2 separate regions of the Arachis hypogaea genome follow, and region 2 is linked to region 1. A link is a contact called in public Hi-C data. All regions are on one chromosome and are shown on one strand. The core of a region is the stretch at or near the end of the contact, and the rest is flanking DNA. Distances in the headings are between cores, read along the strand shown.

Region 1 (4,726 bases), core at 892-3,391:
TGGATCATGTGGAATTACTTACCAGCCAATCAAAATGGAAAAACAGTACTTCAAAAAATCGGTGTGTGATGTTTACATCTGCACATTCTCTCAACCTCAAGAATTCTTAAAATTTCGATATTCACAGGCAATCTCTTCAACATCCATCTCAGAATTGTCCACAAGTAAAGGATCCTCATAATCCACGGAACCATGTTGCTCAAGCTGCACGTCCAAGTCCTCTACTTCCGAATCACTCTGCATCAAGCCAATATCGCATTCTACTTCTACATCCGACATGTCGCTGAGTATCTCAAACTTCTTCTTCCTCCCTCTATTACCAACAAGCCTCATGACTTTTTCCCTCCATAGGACCAAGGGGCATTTTTCAATCAGCTCCGCACCTTCATATGCTTCATTCAAGAACACACTAAACCTCTTCCCCCGCTCAGAGACATAGAAGATGCCAATGTGCTTCAGAAGAATCCTCATGAGCTTCTGAGGCATCACTATCTCCCAACGGAAATGAGTGAGGTGGTCAGTGACCAGTCTCTTTTCAATGGTGAAACTAAGAATCTCATGCATAACAGCAACAGCCCTCTTATCAAATTCAAGAGAACCAGCCTTGAGACCTCTTGCATCAGCATAAGGAGACAAATAAGCCCTCTTTTGAAAATCTTGAATCTTTTCACTATAACGATACACCCTTTTATAATTTGAAGGGAATTTCAAAGGGAATGGAAGTGACAGCATACCAGGGATATGCAAATTGGTAGTAGTGGATTCAGTTACACCTGTAACCTTCTTCTGTAATTCCGTTATTGCCCAATTAGGATTCCAATTCACAAGCTCCAAGCACTCAACTTGATTAATGCCATCAAAGGACTTCACAACCCTAAAATGCTGCGGATATTGGTGCACCCAATTAGCCCTAAAATCCATAGGCAACCCAAAATCCCTTCTGAAATGAGCAATCTTCTCTAATGGGAGACGCTTATCCACCGACATCATCAGCAACCTCGTAACGTGTTCCGCAGCCTTATCGGAATGCTGCTCAAGAACTCTCCGTTCTTCCTGCAACAATTCCTCGGCTCTCTCCGTCAAGCCGCACCACAGCACCCCCTTGCGATCCTTGTAGAGTTCAAAGAGCTTTGGCGTCTTTCGAATGAAATCAGAGATTCTGTGTGGCTTTGGGAGATTGATCTGCTTACGATAGTTTTCAAGGGATCTAACAGGGATAATCATCTCGGACTGTTGCTTCAGAAGCTCGATTAAGAAGAGGATTTTGGAGAGTATCTTCCACTTCTCGGTTGCGACCTCAAGATCGTTAACCCTCTTCTGCTTACTCCTGTCTTGAACCCTCTTGCTGGTCGTCATCCATCGACGGAAAAGAATTGAAGCTCCGATGAGCTTCCTCGCTGAGGGGTTTATCGGATCTTTCAGCATTTGAGGGAACTTGTACAATTATATATCACACTCAAGTCATAAAAAATTCAGCACTTTGAACGTAGTTCAAGCCAACTGAAATTTTCAGTCATAATGTCACCAAATCAGTATAAATACATTCTAGTACCACCAAATATTCCAGTATCAAGTATCAAATAAATAATGTTCAATCTTTTTTATATCAATAGATTGATCCAATCTAACAAACGCAAAAGAATAATTACATTGCAAAAGAAAATCAGTGTAGCTCAGTAATAAACTCACATAGCACGGAGGCAGCGACATAGAGAACTGAGAAGAATAGAGAACAACAGCAGCAGGATAGCAAATCAGCGGTAGCATAGAGCAGCGGCAACAGTACAGCGGCGCTCCGAGGCAGCAGTGCGGCGGCGAGAGAAAGCCGTGACGGTGAGAGTAGACTCGTCACTCTTGCATGCAAAGTGTTTGTAGAAATGTTTCTTACAACTTTTCTTTCTTTTTTTTAAAAAATAAAATAAAATAAAATTGGTCAAGGTTGCTTAGAAGTTAGAACCCTTTTGTTTTTGACAGAGTTGCTTAGAACTTTAGAAGGCAGGAGGTTGTGCGGTTATGCAAAAAACAGTAGCATTTGGATTTTGGACCCAAATTAAATTGTTTTTATTCGCTTATCCTACGCCGCTGTCTGCTACTTGGGCTTAGATTAATTCAATCAAACAGCATGGGCAAAAATATAGAAACGAGGCTGTATTCTTGTATAGCATGCAAGTTTAGCAATTAGCATACTATACTTTTTCTTAGAGAAAAGAAAAAGGGTAACAGTTTTTTTTTATTTTAATCGTGCGACCGGATTATCGGATCACCGATCCAACCAATTGATCTAGCCGTAATTAAATAAAAATAAAATTAAAATAAAAAATTAAAGTTTAAATTTTCTTTTTTTTTTTTTACCAAAATATGAAGACTCGAACCCGCAACCTCTTAGATGAGTATGGGAAGATTATGCCATTTGATCTATTTGATCTATTATTCATTGGCTTTTTTTTTTTTTTACCAAAGATAGGAGATTCGAACCCGCAATCGGGGAGACTATGCCATTTGAGCTATTACTCATTGGCATTAAAAAAAAAAAATTTTACAAACATATTAATAACAATAAAATATCAATTATTAGACATAATTAATGATATAAAAAACAAAATATTCATTAATATTAAATATTTTTTAAATTTAAATAAAAAAATAAAAGATAACAATTAATAAATTAAATCTAAAGAGTGATCTCAAAATTAGCATCTATATTTTTATAAATCAATACAAAGAACAATTTATAATAGCAATTGAGTAATAATGAAAACATTTTTAAATTCTAGCAAAGAAAACAAACAAAAAATATGGAAAAAATAATTTAACTGAACAATTTTATTTTGAGTTGTAGAAAGTATGAACCTCATTTTCAACAAAAAATTTAATTATGATAATTTTTAACAATAAAATATTTAGCTCAAAAATGGTTCGAACAAGGAATCTCTTGAACAAATAATCTCTTGATTATATTGTCTCCAACAAACTACTCTACTACCATGCTTCTTAATGTAATATACGACAAAAACTAATTATATAATAAATCTTTGAATTAAATAATTATATAAATATTTAATTTAATTTTAATTTTAATTTTATATTTTCTATTTTTTGAATCAATTATATTTTTATTATGTACTATTACTAATAGAAATATAAACTTTACTAAAAATTTATTAATCTACTTTGTCTATTTCAATGTTAGTGTTGTGATTAAAGTTATCTGTTTTAAAAACTAAAATGTGGTTTATAAGTTTTAAAAACTAGTTTTTGATAGACCCGGATGGTATGGCTAGTGGCATGGTATTGGCATAGAAGAAAGATGTCAAGATCCAAATTTTGCAATCTGATTGATTTTACATTGCGGCTAGAATAGAGGATTCGATTCTAGCAAAGAGTTTGGGGCTAATAGGAGTTTATTTGAACATAAATGAGCAAATTCGCTACTCTCAATTCACGCATTTACAAACTATAATTCAGCAACTCAATTTTGAAATTGTAGTTGCAGGTGACTTCAATGCCATCCTTTTCCAAACTAAAGAATAGGATGGTAATGATAAATCTCAATCTTCTATCACTAATTTTCAGAATTTCATTAATGATACATCTCTTTTGGATTTAGGCATGTCGGGGAGGCCATTTACATGGTCTAATAAACGCAGAGGACCGATCTTATCCAAGAAAGATTAGATAAGATTTTTGCTAATGCTGATTGGATAAATCTCTATCCCTCTTTATAGTGATGCTTAGATTATCAAAAACAGGTTCGGATCATGCGCCTTTTCTTATGAAGTCCAAACCAAGTGTTGAAAGATCTAAAAGAAGATTTAAATTTCAAAAAGATGGTGCTCTATGCTAGAGGTTAGGAGGATTGTTTGTGATGTTTGGAGGGAGAGAATAGAAGGATCGGCTATGTTTATTCAGGCGCAGAAGATTAAAGGGTGCAAACATAAATTAGTACAATAGCAGACATCAGGCAACCAGAACTCAAGAAAGGCAATTGAGAAATTCACTAATCGCATAGAGGAACTGAGATTAGCTGGAATTTTTGGTGACACCGAACTGATCGAATTAGAGAGAAAACTTGAGATCGCTTATCATGACGAAAAAATGTACTAGAAAGCCAAATCTAGAGTTAAGTAGCTCAAAGAGGGGATTAAAATACAAAATTCTTTCATCAAAAGTTTAAAACCAGAATGAGGGATAATAAAATTTGGAGGCTTGTGAGTCCTTAAGGCGAGGTAGTTACTTCAAATGATATTGTAGTGGCTAAAAATTACTTCCGAGGAATTTTCACCTCAACTTGCCAAGCTAATCCATATTTGTTTTTTACATACTTCAAATCTAAGGTTACAGCTTCCATGAACCGTCGGTTACAAAAGTTGGTCTCTTTTGACGAAGTGAAGATAGTGTACATCCCCAGAGTACTCCAAAGAATGACGGCATGATTGCAAAATTTTTTCAGCATTTTTGAGATTTGGTTGGCAGAGATGTATTTCGGGCAGTTCGTAGTTTTATACAGGTAGAAGAATACTAAAAAGTGTCAACCACACACATATATATATTTAATTTCGAAGACCCCGGATGCTTCTAATATGACTCAAATGAGACCCATTAGTGACATAATAGAAGAAAAAATCTACGTCCACTGACTTTATTTTCAAAAACATCTCTTTAAAATTCTTAAAGGATGACTTATAAAGTTTGAAAACCGAAAAATCCGGGGCACTATTCAGTTTTA
Region 2 (4,726 bases), core at 1,614-4,113, 64 kb after region 1:
AAAGAATTATGGTTTAGGCATCAGACTTCTTAACCTTATAATACAAGGGTGAATGAGTTTGGTTAGCTATTTCACTCATGTACTATTCAACACAATTGATCATAATCTTTCAAGTCGTCTGTTCGGATTAGATTATAGAATTCTTTTTTGAATCATTACCTTGAAGCAGGCCTATTTACTTTCTTTCCACCATTTAAGTTCATTGGGTGCTTTGCACCTTGAGCCTAGCTGTGACTCTAAATATTTTGTCTCAAGCTTTGCTTGACACACAAAAACATCACAAGCACATAATTAGGGAGCTTTTTGAGCTTATTTTATCTTTTCATTCTTCCCCACCATTGGTGCTCAGAATTTTTGGCTTTTTCATTTTAGGGGGGTGCTTTGCACCTTGAGTTTAACCATGACTCTAAATGCTTTGTTTTCAAGCTTTTGGCTTAATACATAAGCACCACAAGTACTTGACTAGGATGCTCTTTGAGCTTATTTTTCTTTTAATTTCCTTAGTCAGTGGTACTCAGAACCATTGGTTTCTCTTACAACCCCTTTTTCTTATTTATTATTTCTTATATTCTTGCATCTCCAAGATTTTGTCAAGTATAAAGATTCTATAATATTCTTCTAAACTAAAGCCTCAAGTAATGTGGCTCAGATTGGGTTGAATATTCTTAGTTAGTTTGCCTTCTCAAACTCAATTTGTCATGCTCTTTATGATCAATACCTCTTCTTTTTGTTTCTTTCTCAGTGCATGACTCATTGCTTATATTCAGGAGCAAGCACAATTAATTGTGGGTTGTGATGGATAAGATATGTACTTGACAATTAGAAATCTTAAATGCATTATATAAGATAGAATAAAATAAAGCACATACATATAATTAAAAAAGAATGAAACAACCTTAGTTCTCACTGCCTTTCTCTTCATCATGTTCTTCTTCATTACCTTTAGCTATGTAGAGTATAGCCTCTAACACCAAACTTAAAATGATTGCTTGTTCTCAAGTATCATAGAAAAGAAAAAGTAATGGTGATGGAAACAGGATTATCAAGTAAAAGAATTCAATTAATGCATAGGCTTATTCAATTAAAAGAAACCAAATCAAAACAGAATGAAATAGAAGTCAAAATAAAGTAAAATAATGAAGTTGTTACTGTGTTTGTATGGTGAATGTGGTAACACCAAACTTAATATGATACAATCTACGTAAACTAGGCTAAGTATCCAGTGGGATACGAATTTGGTATAGTACACCAAACTTACTCCATAAACACATACCTAACCTTAAACAAAACAATAAAGAAGAGTGAAAAAAAAATATCAAACGTGATGACTAGTTACTTATGGAAAGAAGAACCAATGCATGTGCCTTGATTAGAGCAATAGTGATGATGATGAAGCTTGCAAAAATTCTTTGAATTTTTTTGTATATTTCTTTTATCCCTTTAAGTTGATGAGTTTTGTAAAAAATAACAGAAAAAGAAGTAAAAAGCATAAAACAAGCTCAAAAAAAGTAAAGAGAAAGTTTTGAACACGCTTTAAAGCTTATGATACATTGTGGAGCCTTAGGCCACTCTTTTAAAAGTGTGACCCTTAAAGCAAGCGTGGCCCAAGAAGCATGCATGGACAAGGCGTTAATGACGCCAATAAAGAAGCATGCATGTTTAACGTGAAGCATTGAAGCCTTACGAAGCATTTAATGAAGCTAAAGGAAGGCATGCATGTTTTATTAGCATGAATGAAGGGAAGGCATGCATATTTTATTATGCGTGAATCAAGCGAAGTATGCAATGAATCATATGAAGCATATAATGAAATAAAGCAAGCAATGCAATTGGCGTGAATAAAATGAAGATATATGAAGCAATGCATAAGGCATTAATAATATGATGATGCATGCGTTAATGAGATGAAGAATTATATGATGCATACGTTAATGATAAGAAAGAGAGCTTTATTTTGGAAGGATTCCTGAATTGCTAAATTTAAAAGCCTTCTTAATGAAGCTGTTACTCAGGTGCCTAAGGAGTTAGAGTTGGCCAAGGTCCAGGATTATGTGAACGAAAGAGGGGAATGGAACATTAGGATTATGGAGCAGTTTCTCGCGAGTAATACTTTAGAGCAAATAAGACTGCTAAATCCACCCCGGACACACGTCGAAAGAGACATAATAAGCTGGAATCATACAACAGATGAAATTTTTACAGTTGTCTCAGTCTACAAAATTCTAACCAGACACAATACAGAGAATAATAAGATTAAGTTTAATACTGATGGATCTGCTCACCAGCAAAGCAAGAGAAGTGGATGTGGAGGTTTAATACGGACCACCAATGGAGAATAGATAGGGGGATTTATGGCGTACTTAGGAGATTGTTCTCCAGCAAAGGCAGAGTTTTGGGGCGTCATCCATGGGCTCCGCATGGCAGCAGACTTGGTAATGAGGAGAATAGAGGTCGAAGTAGACTCAATGGAGATTGTGGATATTATCAACAACTGTGACAATATGGAGGTGCATCATAGTGAGGCGGTGAGGGAGATCGCTCAATTCAAAAGGAAACCTTGGGAACTAATCTTCATATTCATTAATAGGGAAGCTATAAAGAAGAATTGCCCTTTTAAATTCTTAGATTCCCTTCCTGAAGAACTCATTTCTTTGTACTTAGATGATGTTAAGGGGAAGTCACTGACTTGTACTAAACTACTAATGTCACTTCTACTCCCCGTTGATTTGTTTTTGTTCTCTTTTTGGGCTTAGCCCCCTCAATTACAAAAAAAAAAAAAAAGCAAGCTTGTATCACGTTCTGTTCATAGTGCAGCAGGAACATTTTTATTTAGGAAAGTTCTATGGTGAGGATTCAATATATTATCCACATGTGTGGGTTAATGAAATAGTAATAAAACACACTCAATGCTAATTATTTTTGACAAGTTGGACTAATAGACAACTTGTGTTTTTTTTTTACTCTATGGGTTGGATCACCACATTTGTTACAGATGCACAGAAACAATTTTCTGTGAATAAAAGTAGTATAAAAAAAAGAGGCCGTGCACTCTTATGTAAATTATTTTGTCATGGTGTTATGGATAGGATTTTACATTATTAAATGGATCAAGAAAGCAAGAAGATACAGTGCATGTTGTGAGGTTTGAGCGCCGGCGACGAAACGATCCTCACGTCCGTTCTCTGCACAGCGACGCCAACCTGACAAACGGAGGCTCCGTGGGGGCGATTCCGGAATCGACGGCACCTCCTGGGCAACGAGAGTAGCTCGGCGATATAGAAGGTATAGGGTCAGCGGCGCTAGGATTCAAGTAAAGTCTCCCTTCTCTGGTGTAGATGATGAGTGAGACTGAAACTAGGTGAGAAGTGAGAAACACATTTTTTTATCAACATTAATTTCTATTTTTGTCACAAAATAAAATCTTTTCAAACTTCTTTTTTGTTCTTTAAAAACATTTTTTATGGACAATCTGAATTGGGTATAGGTCTTCTAGGCAAATATGTCTTAATACATATGAAAAACAAAAAAACTCATCCATTTAAGCCTCTTAACCCAACCCAATAAAAAGGGCTCAACTATAAAAACCCAAAAACAGAAAAAAAGATTATACACAAACAAAACAGATTACTTTTTCATTTACACCGTAATAACGGTTAAATCAAGAGAACAAGTCGGGTTGGTCTAGTAGTTAGTTCACTAGTCCGCTTAAGCAAGTGTCGGAGATTTGAATCCCGCCTTATGTATGTAGCAACCCATTAGTCAGCAGCAAACCCTTAAATAGACTTCAGTATCGTGGCGGATTAGTTCTTGACCTGTCGGATTAGGAGATGCCGTGGAAAATTAAAAAAAAATAGAGGTTAAATCAAGAGACAACTTCGGCAGCGTACACGTGTTTCATTGTGAACTCTTCCACATAGGATCCACACATGGGGATAATATATTGAATCCACACCATAGAACTTCCCACTGTAGCAGTTACACCAGTATTCGCAAAATATTTCACAGGTATAACAAAATCAAGACAACATGAGAGAAATCATAGCATCGACGGATTCTGGTCCGTTGTTATTAACACTTGGTATAATGTTATCGGGGGATATAAGTTTCACAAACTCTTTGAGTTCTGCATAGCTGCAATGCTCACTGTATGGCACTTCATACCTGACAAACCAAGAAAATTTTGATTAGTCAAGTTTTAAACACTTAGGTAGCGTTTGGTGGAGAGACAGAGACAGAAAGACTGAGACTAGATTGAAATAAATTTTAGTATTCTGTTTGGTGCAAAGTGGGAGACAGAAATTGAAATAAGAATGAAATTCTAATTTAATTTGTAAAAAGGATAAAATTAGAATTAATTAATTGAAATGAAGGTATTTTAGATATAAAATGTTATTAAAGTTTCAATCTCTATCTCTAAAAATTTTAGTCTCCTGTGTCCCCATTTTTTGGAGGTACTGAAATTTTGGAGACAGAGACAGAAATTTTAGTATCAGTCTCTAAACCAACAAACATGATACTGAGTCTCAGTCTCTCAGTCTCTGTCTCAGTAGCTCAAAACAAACACTACTTTAAAGACAGGGAAATGTTCTTCGAAGACTTCCATTGTGCACCAACTAAATATTAAACTGTCCTTTGAAAGCCACTACTTTGGTTTAAAAAGTAGAAAGAATCAAGAGATGAGTGGTTTATAGAAAAAGTAGTAACAACAAAGCATCACCTTATAATA

What was found. Hi-C and Micro-C count contacts between places; a contact is called where the count stands out from the background.
Region 2: a Hi-C map of leaf shows a contact between it and region 1, with 5 times the contacts expected there. The contact joins the enhancer-like site here to the promoter of LOC112782303 in region 1. A contact is called at or near these places in 3 of 8 Hi-C or Micro-C datasets (all in leaf).

What each region holds. Positions count from the first base shown.
Region 1 is chr20:119,030,467-119,035,192 of arahy.Tifrunner.gnm2.J5K5, forward strand. It overlaps LOC112782303 (protein WHAT'S THIS FACTOR 1, chloroplastic), which reads right to left and starts at 2,142. Exons shown (of 3, transcript XM_025824646.3): 1 at 1,690-2,142; 2 at 23-1,500. The coding sequence starts at 1,425. The coding sequence ends at 97.
Region 2 is chr20:119,093,873-119,098,598 of arahy.Tifrunner.gnm2.J5K5, forward strand. LOC112785113 reads right to left here. Exons shown (of 10, transcript XM_025828549.3): 9 at 4,718-4,726; 10 at 3,467-4,161. The coding sequence ends at 4,017. Among protein-coding and RNA genes, the nearest start is that of LOC112785113, 6.0 kb to the right of the region's middle. Within about 2 kb of position 2,864, at least 3 of the 3 cell types and tissues checked have open chromatin away from gene starts, as enhancers often do.